Regions from separate parts of the Macaca mulatta genome. Here region 1 is linked to region 2. Evidence: chromatin contacts called from public Micro-C data. All regions are on one chromosome and are shown on one strand. The core of a region is the stretch at or near the end of the contact, and the rest is flanking DNA. Distances in the headings are between cores, read along the strand shown. Region 1 overlaps DLGAP1 (DLG associated protein 1). Region 2 overlaps MYL12A (myosin light chain 12A).

Region 1 (6,558 bases), core at 1,994-4,493, 330 kb after region 2:
AATAAAGCCTATGGCTGGGCGTGGTGGTTCATGCCTATAATCCCAGCACTTTGGGAGGCTGAGGTGGGCCGATCATTTGAGGTCAGGAGTTCGAGACCAGCCTGACCAACATGGTGAAACCCCGTCTCTACCAAAAATACAAATAAATTAGCCGGGCATGGTGGCCTGCCCCAGTAATCCCAGCTACTTGGGAGGCTGGGGCAGGAGAATCGCTTGAACCCAGGAAGCGGAGGTTGCAGTGAGCCCAGATCACACCACCGCACTCCAGCCATGGTGACAGAGCGAGACTTGGTCTCAAAACAAAAAATAATAATAATTAAAAAATCAGCTGGGTGTGGTGGCGGGCGCCTGTAATCCCAGCTACTCAGGAGGTTGAGGCAGGCGAATCACTTGAACCTGCGAGGTGGAGGTTGCAGTGAGTGGAGATTGCGCCACTACACTCCAGCCTGGGCTACAGTGCGAGATGACTCCTCGAATGAATAAATAAATAAATAAATAAAACCTACATTCTTTACCTTGCCCCACTATAATTTGCACTGACAGGAGGGCAGCTCCGTGCTAGGTACAATCCAGGTGCTGCTCTGCTTTGATGCTGCCCAGGACACTGGCCTAAAAGCGTGTTTGCAAGCTCTCTCTTCATTCATTCAAGCTCTGCCTAGTACACACTTTTTGGAAACCATTTCCCAAAATGTGTGCTCTTATACCACATTTCCCACCCAACAGATAACCGAGACAGTGCAAGTAACATAGTTTGAATTAAAGAATAAACTTGCGTTGGCCGGGCACAGTGGTTCACGCCTGTAATCCCAGCACTTTGGGAGGCCGAGGCGGGCGGATCATGAGGTCAGGAGATCGAGGCCATCCTGGCTAACACAGTGAAACCCCGTCTCTACTAAAAATACAAAAAATTAGCCGGGCGTGGTGGCGGGCGCCTGTAGTCCCAGCTACTCTCTCAGCTACTAAGGGAGGCTGAGGCAGGGGAATGGTATGAACCTGGGAGGCGGAGCTTGCAGTGAGCCGAGATCATGCCACTGCACTCCAGCCTGGGAGACAGGACGAGACTCCGTCCAAAAAAAAAAAAAGAAGAAACTTGTGTTGGTAGACACGTAAGTTCATGAACTGCAGATACAAATAGATCGAGCAGCAGATATGTTTATTATCTCAAACAAGCACGGCACTGCTTCCTGGTGTGGATTATATTCCAGTTTTCAAAAGGAACCATAGCAAGTACAAGCAATACGATTTTATTTTGGAGGGATTTCTACCATCATAGGCCAAAGATGTCTCTAAGTATCAACTCTGAAAAAGCAACTATAAATACTGCAAATCGACTAAGCCAGAGGACGGGAATATATATCCTGCGTGTGGTGTGCTGGACTGTGGTGGGGACTTCATGCTTGTGCTCTGGGCTCATGGGGGCAGCTGACTGCTCATAATTAAGGTTGCTGTTGCGGCTGCCCGTGTTCCAGAGAGAACACAAGACGACAGAGCTAAGGTGCAGGAATGCGGAAAAACTTGCAGAAACTAGAGCCAGTCTTCGGATTGAAATGAATTACCAATAAAGGGTTGGGAAATGGATCGAGGGGAGGGAAGCATTTTGATGGCCCCTGCTCCGAGGTTCAGCCCATTTGCAGTTGCTGATAACCTTGTCAGGTCACCAGATAAAGGCAAGTCTTGTCACCCTCAGGCACCTGGCAGCAAGGTAATAAAACGGTTGCCTTATCGTCTGAAGGTGGAGTTAGTCAAACCTCAGCCCAGGGTAATTATAGTAAACTGAAATTGCCTGTCCTTTACAAAAGAAAAGGGGGGGAGGGAGAGAGAAAGGAAAAGGGCTTAAGGCAGGAAATTGTGTTTGTCTTTCTCCTTGGATTTAAAAAAGAAACGAGCAAAACAGCAAGAAGTTTTCCAGGGAGGGAGAAAAACAGCCCAGCTAAACTCCCCTCACCGGGGTTAACAGGATTGCTGACAGATCAAGCCCACGTGATGGTCAAGAAAAGAGGCTCAAGCTGATGAAAATCCAAGAAATCTTCTTAGGAGCCTTCCTTTCTAAATGTAAATGACTGAGTCATTGCTTTGCTAAGGAGGGAAGGAAGTTACAATCACACCAAGTGACTCATTCATTGCTGTTAGCTCTGGCAGTTGGATAAAAAGTTTTAGCAAAGGCAGCAACAAATGTACTTGAAATACTAGCACAGTAAGGGAATTCCTCTCTTTCAGGATGAATGCCATCCACACAAAAGAGCTCCTGTTGACATCTCATTTACAATCTCCCCCAGGACACAGACAAGACCCTTTCAATAAACTCGGCTCAGAAACACCTATTGTTCAAAATCTTCAACTCGCCACAGGCTACCACCACTCCCTACGGCTTTGCAAAATTAAAGATTTAGAAGAAGGATGGGGACGGTGGAAGCTATGAAAAGAGGCAGGAAAAAAGCCCCTTTGACCCGATGTTGTCAGAGAGCGTGCATGAAGAAGAAAGTTAATGGTATTTCCATTTATATAAGAAGTGCCTAAGAAATGCCTGTGACGTTCGTGAACTAGTGATTGTGAATTCCAAATTTGATGCCAACTTTATGTGTAAAGAAGCTAACTCCTGCCAACATTGTGGCTGAATGAACAGCCGGGGCTATGCTTAACCCATTCCCAGCTTACAAAAGCCCCATAGCAGCTGCAGGAAAGCATCAGGTGAGTCTGATACGGGCTGTCTGTTTCCTCTGGGATTTGAAGCTTGCCTGTCCTGTCCAAGTGGAATCTTGTGCCTAAGTGCTAGAGTCCACCCCTCTCCACTGATTCCCTTCTTTCCATTTCTGCCATTTCCCTTCTTCTTTTAATAAAACTTGGGCATTTTCTAGAGTTACATGTTTTTCTTGGGATGTACTTCACATTAAGGAGCATATTTGTGTTTACAGAAACACACACACACACACACACACACACAAAAGAATCGGGCATTTCCCAAGTGGTGATATCTTTACCTTCCTCATCTTTCACTTAAGGTGCCCTATCTCAGTACACGATCCCTTTGTCTGCCCCGAGTTCAGGCCAAAACTCGGCATTATCTGTAAGCACTCTTGGGTCCTCTCTGATCTCTTAAATCCCTCTGGAATCATTCCACATCCTTCTGTGCATCTTTCTGCTTCCCTAGATCCTATACTTTGAAATGTTCTCTTCTGGAGTATCACAGCAACTTCCTTAACCCAAGGTTTCTCCAACTCTGAGTTGTGACTTAATGGGTAGTGAAATCAGATGAGTCATGCAGTTTCACCATTTAGAAAATGCAAAAGGTTAGGTAGAAAATGTCAGCGTACATCCTGTGTAGAAAAATTAAGTCTTGTTGGGAAACTTCTTTCAGTTTGTGTGTGCGTGTCCCCGGATCTGTGTACGTACTGGGCAACAGGGAAAATGCATTTTGTAGGTCAAAATATTTGGAGAAATACTTTTCTACTTAGTCTCACTGGGTCTGTCTTTTCTCTGTTTCCAAACTATTGCGTACACTTAGAGGAAGAGCGGAAACCCTCCAGCAGGTCCTGTCAGTCTGCAGTTTACAAATCTGCCCTCAGGATAAGAGTTCCTGCTCACCGTTCAGGTCTCAGAATTCTCCATCCTCCTGACCACTTTGCCTTCAGTTATTCAACCCATCAGTTTCCCTGGGTTTGCATGTGCAATCGATTCCTCGTTAGGGATATTCTTTCCTCTGGTTTTTCCTTCAGATCTGAGCTTACGTTTGGCCTCTTCCAGGAAGACGCCAGGAATGTCCTTCTGAATGCCCTTCCTCGTTCTCATGAGAACACTGCCGTTTTTAATCAGGCAGAGCACTTATTACATTATGATTATCTTCTTGGTTCCCAACCGAACTTTCAAGCTCCAAGTGGGCAGTCAGTAAATATTTCTTGGTGCATCAAATGCTCCACATTTTACACAGTTCACGTTTGCTTCCTACGAACCAATTTGGATAGTTATAAAGTATCTTATCTCTAGTTTCCTTTAACACTTAAATATCTCTTGCACATTTTCTTTTCAAACACTGCTTCGTTAATTTGCAAATTCATTGAACTCCTATTATTTTGAAAAATCAAAATAATAAAACTTCAAGAAAGCTGTTTGGCTTCTGGCCAGTTAGTCACCCTCTCTGAATGACAGATCTGTAAACAGGAAGGGCAGAACTCTGATCTCTAAAATCCTCTCCAGTCCACTATGACCCTCTAACTTGATCTTTCTCCAGAGAGGTTAAGTGACTTTTCCAAGGTCGTGCAGCTTTTTAGCAGCAGGAGATTTTTTGCCTGTCTATAGATTTTTAAAAGCTAGCAGCAAACAAAAACCAAAAAGTTTACCAAGGAAACTGAGTGCCACTAACAAGTTTGTGTGAAAGAGAATTCATAAAGAAACAGGAGACTTTGAACAAAACACTAAAATCAACAACAACCAAAATGGATTCCTGCCTAGGCAGGTCTGGACTTTAAAAAAAATGGTCTCACTGTGGTTTGCTATTAGATGGAGAGAGATTCAGATTTCATTTTTAAAATGAAAGTGAAAGATTAAAGAATTTTGGCATCCTGACCCTTTGTAGAGGCCATTCCTCAGAGGCACAGTGTGCAGACAAAACTATCCTAGAGGTGCCAACCAAAACAAGCTAATGTCTGCCTCATTCCTGAGCCCTGGTGCCTTGACCAGTAACCACGCTCAGGAAGAAAGCTGCAACTTGCCAGGATGAAATTTGGCCCCAGTTCTTACAACCCTTCCCCCCTTCCTTCCCCTGCCAGAATCACACTGAAGAATTCGCTGCTCTCAAAGGCAGACTTTTTCATTACTTCCTTACATTATAGAGTTTGGGCTTAGATAACCAGTTGTATGAGTAGCAAGTCCAACAGAAATACAACAGCAATAATACTTATTTCCTTCCCTAATGTAATATGTTATACTTCATAAGCCACCATATGCATTTGTTGCTTTTCCCCCTTCTACACTGACCAGCAGTTTTGCTTTGTTTGACAGAAAAGTATGGTAAGAAGAAATTGAATTTGAAGTGCTTTCTTACAAAGGAAAAAGAAAATCACTATTATAACTGTATACCAAACTACTACGTATGTGAGGCCCCAACTTTGACTTCACATCGTTATAGCCAGGTGATGGGATATGGGTGATTTTTACTTTACTCTTTGGGCTTCTCTGAATTTTCCTATTTTTTGAAAAAGAATTACTTTTGTAATTATAAAAAAGTACAAATAAGAATTACATACACGGTTATTTCTTCACTGCTATGACATGACTAGATTATAACTTTTTTTTTTTTTTTGAGACAGACTTTGGGAGTTTCACACTCGTTGCCCAGGCTGGAGTGCAGTGGCACGACCTCAGCTCACTGCAGCCTCCACCTCCCGGGTTCAAGTGATTCTCCTGCCTCAGCCACCCTAGCAGCTGGGATTACAGGCGCCTGCCCCCACACTCGGCTCATTTTCTTTTGTAATTTTAGTAGAGAAGGGGTTTCGCCATGCTGGCAAGGCTGGTCTTGAACTCCTGACCTCAGGTGATTGATCCACCCGCCTCGGCCTCCCGAAGTGCTGGGATTATAGGCATGAGCCACCGCGCCCAGCCTAGATTATGAAATTTTAGTGTTACTATATATGTTGCTGTGTAATTTTTGTTTTGAACCTTTTTTATTTTTCTTTTAATTCCTTTGAGACAGGATCTTGTTCTGTTACCCAGGCTCATTGCAACAAGGTGATTTTCCCGCCTCAGCCTCCAGAGTAGCTGGATTACAGGCCTGTGCCACCACACCCAGGTAATATTTTATATTTTTTGTAGAAATGGGGTTTTGCTATGTTGCCCAGGCTGGTCTTGAACTCCTGGGCTCAAGCAATCCACCCTCCTCAGCCTCCCAAAGTACTGGGATTACAGGCATAAGCTACTGCACCCAGCCTTGAGCATTTGTTTTTTGAAGGAAATTTTATGTGATTATTACGTAAAAAAGGAATACTAAAAATCTCCTAACATTGATATCTCTCTGTCTTTAAATTTTAAAAGCTTAAGGAACATGGACCCATACAGTGCAGCCAAATATTAGCCGGTAACTTCTTTATTTTTTTTTGAGATGGAGTCTTGCTCTGTCGCCCAGGCTGGAGTGCAGTGGCGTGATCCTTGGCTCACTGCAAGCTCCGCCTCCTGGGTTCAAGTGATTCTCCTGCCTCAGCCTCCCGAGTAGCTGGGACTATAGGCGCCTGCCACAACACCCAGCTAATGGTTGTTTTTTTTTTTGGATTTTTAGTAGAGACGGGATTTCACTGTGTTAGCCAGGATGGTGTCGATCTCCTGACCTCATGATCCTCCCGCCTCGGCCTCCCAAAGTGCTGGGATTACAGATGTGAGCCACCGCACCCGGCCAGCCGGTAACTTCTTTACAAATGGGCTGCAGCATATTTTATTACCTTCTCCTGACAATTTCTTATTTGACTATTTATCATTTCCAGAACATACTAGCCTTTTGCATGCCTTTACGCCCGTGGCAAACATTGTTGTTTGCCTCCTCATAACCATTCTCCCTGTCCTGCTTGCTAATGA
Region 2 (6,100 bases), core at 3,433-5,932:
CCCTAGCTTTAAGTTCTTAAGTTGACATACCTGCCAACATTTCTGCTTTATTTAAACTTTTGTAATTTCTGATTATTTAAAATTAGACCAGGTCACTGAGTGTAATTTCAATTTTTCATATTTTTAAAAACCATTTTGGCTTAAAGGTTCTGTGGAATGCTACCAAAGAGAGATTTTTTAATGTTATGTTTTAAAGTGCTGGAAATACAATGCAGTATTTTTTTATTATATGTAGTTCTTCTTTAACACAACAATGCCTATTGAAAGATATTTATGCAGAGATTCACCACGAGTCCATGTATGAGTTTTGGACATTCCTGACCTTCCCACAATCAAAACAGCTGAACCTACATGCCTGGGAAAGTGAGGTCATTATTTCAGTCCTAAAAATAACTTCTACTATTTGCAGAAATGCAGAACTGTTTCATAGTTAATCAGGGAGTGGCAGACAGTTTCATTCTTTTTCAGCTTTAAAAATCTGACTCTCAAAGGGCTTCAGGATTCTCTTTTTTTTTCCAGACAGGGTGTCTCGCTCTATCATGCAGGCTGGAGTGCAGTAGCGTGATCACAGCTCACTACAGCCTTGACCTCCTGGGCTCAAGTGATCCACCCTGAGTAGTTGGGACTACAAGCATGCACCACCGTGCCTGGCTAATTTCTCAATTTGTTGTAGAGACAGGGTCTCATTATGTTGCCCAGGCTGGTCTCAAACTCCTGTACTCAAGTGATCTTCCCACCTCTGCCTCCCAAAGTGCTGGGATTACAGGTCTGAGCAACCATGGCCAGCCCAAAACTCCCACTCTCAAAGATTCATGAGTTTTAAAATATTTGAAACGGAGAAAAATTTGGTTGAAAAGAGTTGACAATTAGCCCATGAAGATGAGTAATTGACAATTACTGTAATAACTTCAAGTTTTATGCTATGATTATCATGACTCTCCTTGGACAAAACCATTACCTCATTCGGTAAACAATTACTAAAAGCCTTCTGGGCAGCAGGCCTTTGCAGCCAATAAGATCAGCTAGATCCTGTAACCTGAGAAGGCCAATGCTATAGGAATAGATGGACTAGTCAAAGCTAGTTCTTGTCTTCTTCAACGTTAGAATCTTAGGACCTGCCTTCATTCTTTGTCTTTTGTTACTGAATTTTATTCACTGGTTAAGCCAAAATACTTTTTCCAGGCTATGGCCATGGTGCTAAAATCTTGTTTTTTGAACTGAATTTCCATGTCAAGAGAAAAAATTATCATATGCTTTGTTAAATCTCCAGTGAAGAACAGATAACATTGTTTCCACTATATGAAATACAAGGTACTACTAAAACGATCTCTTGCAGGGTTCCTGTTTCCCTTTCAGATAACTGCTCAAAGAACCAACTTGCATTAAGAACAATGATGTACCCTGAATGAAATAATTCTCCTAATTTAGTAATACCATTCTTTGCTTAAACAAGAATGATTGCCAATAGAAAGGTAAAAGCATCCATTTCAATGGTGTGTTTGACTGAAAAATCAGTCTCAAAAGTTTCCACGATGAAAGTCAAACTTGAAACAAACCATTTCAAAAGATCTGACTAGGCATATTGGCTCACATCTGTAATCCCAGCACTTTGGAAGGTCGAAGTAGGAAGACTGCTTGACGCCAGAAGTTTGACATTAGCCTGGGCAACAAAGCAAAACCCCATCTCTACATAAAAAAAAAAAAAAAAAAATTAGCCGGATATGGTGGCGGGTGCCTATAATCCCAGCTACTCCGAAAGCTAAGGTGGAAGGATTGCTTGAGCCCAGGAGTCCAAGGCTGGAGTGAACTGATTGTGTCACTGCACTCCAGCCTGGGGTGACAGCGAGACCCTGTCTTTAAAAAAAAAAAAAAAAATCGGACAAAACCAACCTAATGGGGGTGGCATCCTTATCTACCTGCATATGATATGGTCATTTGGATTCCAGGCCCCAAATTTTACTTGATGAAAGAACCTATGACTTGAGAGCAGGAATTGAATGCTCCTGGGAAAGAAAGGAGGAAGGCCTGAGCATAAGAGACAAGTAAAAGCAAATTGAGAAGGAAAGGAAACCATTTGCTACAAAGTGAAAAGAGGAAGGACAGCAAGAGGTTTAACACCTAGACTTGAGGATCAGATAAAAAATGATCAGAGTTTGGAGAGGTAAATGGAGCCACAGAAACAGTTTTACGGAAACCTAGTTAATGTCAAGAGTAAGGAGGTTAGTAGTGTCCAACACAGAACAGTGGAGTATGGGAAGGTTTAAATGAGACGCCCCCAGATTTGACAAGTCGTTAGTCATGTTTGCTTACCTTTTCTGTCCATAAAGCGATTGTTGTAGCTAATCCCGCACTGAAGAAATGCCCAGTTTTCCCCGTGCTGCTTATTCCATTTTCACTTGATCTTCCATCTTCCAAGTCCCTATATCTTTTTAGTCTAGATTTCTCTGTGTCTGCTCAAATAGCAGGAATTGTGACTTCTCCAATGTTTATCCACATACATTTTACAGTTGTAATGAGTTTACAACTTGTTTTTTCATTTACTAAAATTATATCTCATGTTTTGGCATAGCCACTGTTGTTTTAAGTATATTGGTTTTTCAACCATTCTTAACTTCAATTATCTTTGACGTGGGTATGCTATAAACAATTTTCCAATGATAGATATTTAGCTATCCAGCTATTTTTGTTAGTGAATACATTTTTATTAATGATTAAATAAAGCCTATATAGGCTTTTCTTTTGCATCTAAAGAGAACAATGTACCTTAGAATTATTTCTTCAGAATAGTGCTGTCAAATAGAAGCTTCTGTAATTATGGAAATGCTCTCTGTGCCATACAATAAGGACACTAACCACATGTGGCTATTGAGCACTTAAAATGTGTCTAATACTGGCCGGACGCGATGGCTCAGGACTGTAATCCCAGCACTTTTGGAGGCCGAGGCACGTGGATCACAAGGACAAGAGACTGAGACCATCCTGGCCAACATGGTGAAAACCCGTCTCTACTAAAAATACAAAAATTAGATGGGCGTTGTGGCACACGCCTGTAGTCCCTGCTACTCGGGAGGCTAAGGCAGGAGAATCGCATGAACCCGGGAGGCAGAGGTTGCAGTGAGTCGAGATCGAGCCACTGCACTCCAGCCTGGGCAACAGAGCAAGACTGTTTCAAAAAACAAAAATGTGTCTAATACTGCCAGACGCACTGGTGCAGTGTCTCTCACCTGTAGTCCCAACTACTTGAGAGGCTCAGGTGAGAGGATCGCTTGAGCCCAGGAGTTCCAGGTTGTAGTGCATTATGATCACACCTGTGAATAGCCACTGCATTCCAGGTATCAAACGTTATCAAATACAACTGAGGAACTGAATTTAAGTTTAGCCACATGTGGTTAGTGACGATTGTATTGGACAGCACAATTCTAGAAACTTATATTTTTTAATTATTTAAACTATCGAACCAAAACCTAGACTACAGTTAAGGAAAGGGTAAATATTGTAGAACCAGGTGTGACTTTTAAGCAATTGCTTTTCTAACACTATTGAGAAAATACATACAGTCATGAACTGGATTTAGAGCTGTGCTGCTGGGATGAGGACCACCGCGTCAGCATCATGTGTGCTTACCAGAAATTGGAATTATCCTCCACCCTTTACTCACTCAATCCTAATACCCGGTTTTGAGGCTCAAAAATGTTTTTTAAAGTCTTGTTATTAGGCGTGCTACTGTTTAAGAACTGCTATAGAGTGCTGAACACAAGCTCCCTCCCTTCTAGGAATTTCTGATCAAAGATTTCTAGAATATATAAACTCCCTAAGAGGCTTTGAATTCATCTCTCAGCATGCAGCACATGTTAAGGCAATAAGAAGAGTTCAACAAAGATTTGCTATTAGATTGCCATCTTCCACCATCCTGAAGCAATGCTGTTTTAGTAATGCTAGATGAAGTAATGCTAGATTACCTCAAGGTGAGGGAAAATATCTTGAAGAACACAGCCACAAACACGATCTAGAGCAAAACCTGAAAAACGTAGCTTCTTGTTTTCCTTTTTTTTCTTCTTCCTTTTTATGGAGAACGGGGTCTCGCTATATTGCCCAGGCAGGTCTCGAACTCCTGGGCTCAAGCTATCCTCCCGCCTCTGCCTCCGTGAGAGCTCGTATTACAGGCGTGAGCCACCGCGCCCGGCCGCTTCGTGTTTTTCTTTGTGTGTGCATGTATGTGTGTGCGTTGCCATTTTCTTGATAAAGTTAAGAAAGTAGTTTGAATAAAACTTTCTTGTGGCTAAAGGAGGAATGAAACAGCCATAGGCTGTGGCCGTAGCCTCATAAGGCCGTAAACCTTATGAGGGTAAGCAGAGAGGAGTAGGTTAAAGGATTTAACTCGGGCTGGAACGCGGTTTGAAAAGAGAAAGGGATTCTGGAGCGGAAAAGAATCCGCCCAGGCGCCGCCCTCACCTTCTTAGCATTACATGGGACGAACCCTAAAACCGGTCTTGTCTGAAATTCAAATTTAGAAGAACTGTACTTTTACTTTCTAAATCTGGCAACTCAGGGTTCGGCGCCAGGGGACCCCAAATCCTCGGCGGATCGCGCCCCGCCTGGGTCAAAGGGTACCCCAAATCCTCCGCTGATCGCGGCCCGCTCGGGTCAAATTCCAGCGCCCGGCCCAGCCGCGCCCAGCGGGCCAGGAATGCGGAAGGGCCGCGGAGCTGCCAAAGGAGCAGGGGACGAGGGCCCGGCTGCGGGCGACCGCCGCAGCGCCGGCGCTATATCGCAGCGGATCGGAGCAGGCCGAAGGGCAGTTAAGACCCCGGCCGTGTGCCTCCGGCCCCAGCAGCCCAGCCGCTCGGCTGACACACAGACCCCGCGCCCAGGCGCGAACACTCTGCGCACCCCCGTTCCACTTGGTCCAGCCGCGCCTTCCGGTGCGCCTTCCGCTCCGCCCCTTCAGGCAGGAAGTGTCGGCGCCGCCACTGTCCGGCCACAGCCTAGCGCTCTTCGCTGTCGCTCGTTGTCTCGCGCAGGGCGACCCCGGTTCTGGTGTTTGGCGCCGGGTGAGTGGCGCTCGACTCCGCTCGCGAGACCCCTCGGGCCGCCTCCGTGTCCCCGCGCCCCCTCCCGTCGCGCGCCTGCGGCCGGACCCCGCCCCAGCGCGGCCAGGCGTCGGCGGGACCTGTCAGGCTGGCTGAGAAGGGGGCATGGGGCCGGAGGTGGAGGGAGGAGGGAGGAGGGTTGGCGGTGAGGCCCTGGCCCGGAAGTCCGGAGGCTGGGAGGCTGCAGGCGATGGAGTCGGCCGGGGGAGACGCCCTGCTGGAGAGGTGGCCGGGGCCCGGCGGTGCGTGGGTCGACCCTTCACCACCTGGGTGACCTCACACACCTGGGCCCTGGACCGCCCGCCGGCCCCGGGGTCGACGCCTGCCCTCCCGGCCCAGCGGCGGGCCCTGGCGGTGGATTAGGGCGGACCCGGGCGTGTTGGTGTGGAGTACCTGCCCTGTGCCCAACACTGTCCTAGATGCTTTGGAGGGTGCAGGAGCCTCCTAGTGCACGGTCTTGCCTAAGTGAAGCCTCCAAGGAAGCTATTAGCATGCCGGTAGCCGAGTGTGTGGTTGATACAGGCTCAAATGTAATGATTTACATAGAGTTGTAATTCGCTTAGTGTGTCTTGCATCTTGTAAAGGTTTAGTTTATTCGTGTTGTCTGAAGAAAGGACAATTAACAGAAATAGGGAAAGGTTGCTTGGAAAAGAATCGTGACCTCACTGAAGGCCTTGGATTCAGCCCTAGGAGGGAGAACTTAGCGTTTCCGGCTAGATGTGTGGGAGGTGGTAACGAGCAAAACTCAAAAGCTGGGAATTGTCTCCTGTGAAAAGCAGACCGTAGGGTATGGAACCGAACTATAACGACTTATAGTAGCAAATAAGGGTAGATAGGTAAGTGGGACCTTCTTATGGATGTCTTGAAAACTTAGAAGAAAGAAAAGATTATGTAAGAAGCCATAGAGAGTAATTTTGGAGTCTTCACTAAGGGAGTAATAAGAAAGGGATGTTTAGAGGATTCATTTGGCCGCTTAGTTGAAGGTAGATTTGGCATGGTCTTTTGGTAAG

What was found. A called contact is a pair of places that touch in the nucleus more often than the background predicts.
Region 1: a contact with region 2 is called in a Micro-C map of CD4 T cells, with 5 times the contacts expected there. The contact joins two enhancer-like sites. A contact is called at or near these places in 2 of 14 Hi-C or Micro-C datasets (CD4 T cells and fibroblasts).

What each region holds. Positions count from the first base shown.
Region 1 is chr18:74,819,913-74,826,470 of T2T-MMU8v2.0, forward strand. The region is part of intron 8 of DLGAP1 (DLG associated protein 1); the gene reads right to left. It overlaps LOC114673842 (a long non-coding RNA gene), which reads left to right. Exons shown (of 6, transcript XR_013408207.1): 2 at 1-2,688; 3 at 4,996-5,126; 4 at 5,687-5,782. Among named protein-coding and RNA genes, the nearest start is that of TGIF1, 150 kb to the left of the region's middle. Within about 2 kb of position 3,244, at least 26 of the 40 cell types and tissues checked have an H3K27ac peak or open chromatin away from gene starts, as enhancers often do. A contact at or near this core is called in CD4 T cells, where this site is marked.
Region 2 is chr18:74,485,534-74,491,633 of T2T-MMU8v2.0, forward strand. The region is part of intron 3 of MYL12A (myosin light chain 12A); the gene reads left to right. Among named protein-coding and RNA genes, the nearest start is that of MYL12A, 12 kb to the left of the region's middle. Within about 2 kb of position 4,683, at least 38 of the 40 cell types and tissues checked have an H3K27ac peak or open chromatin away from gene starts, as enhancers often do. A contact at or near this core is called in CD4 T cells, where this site is marked.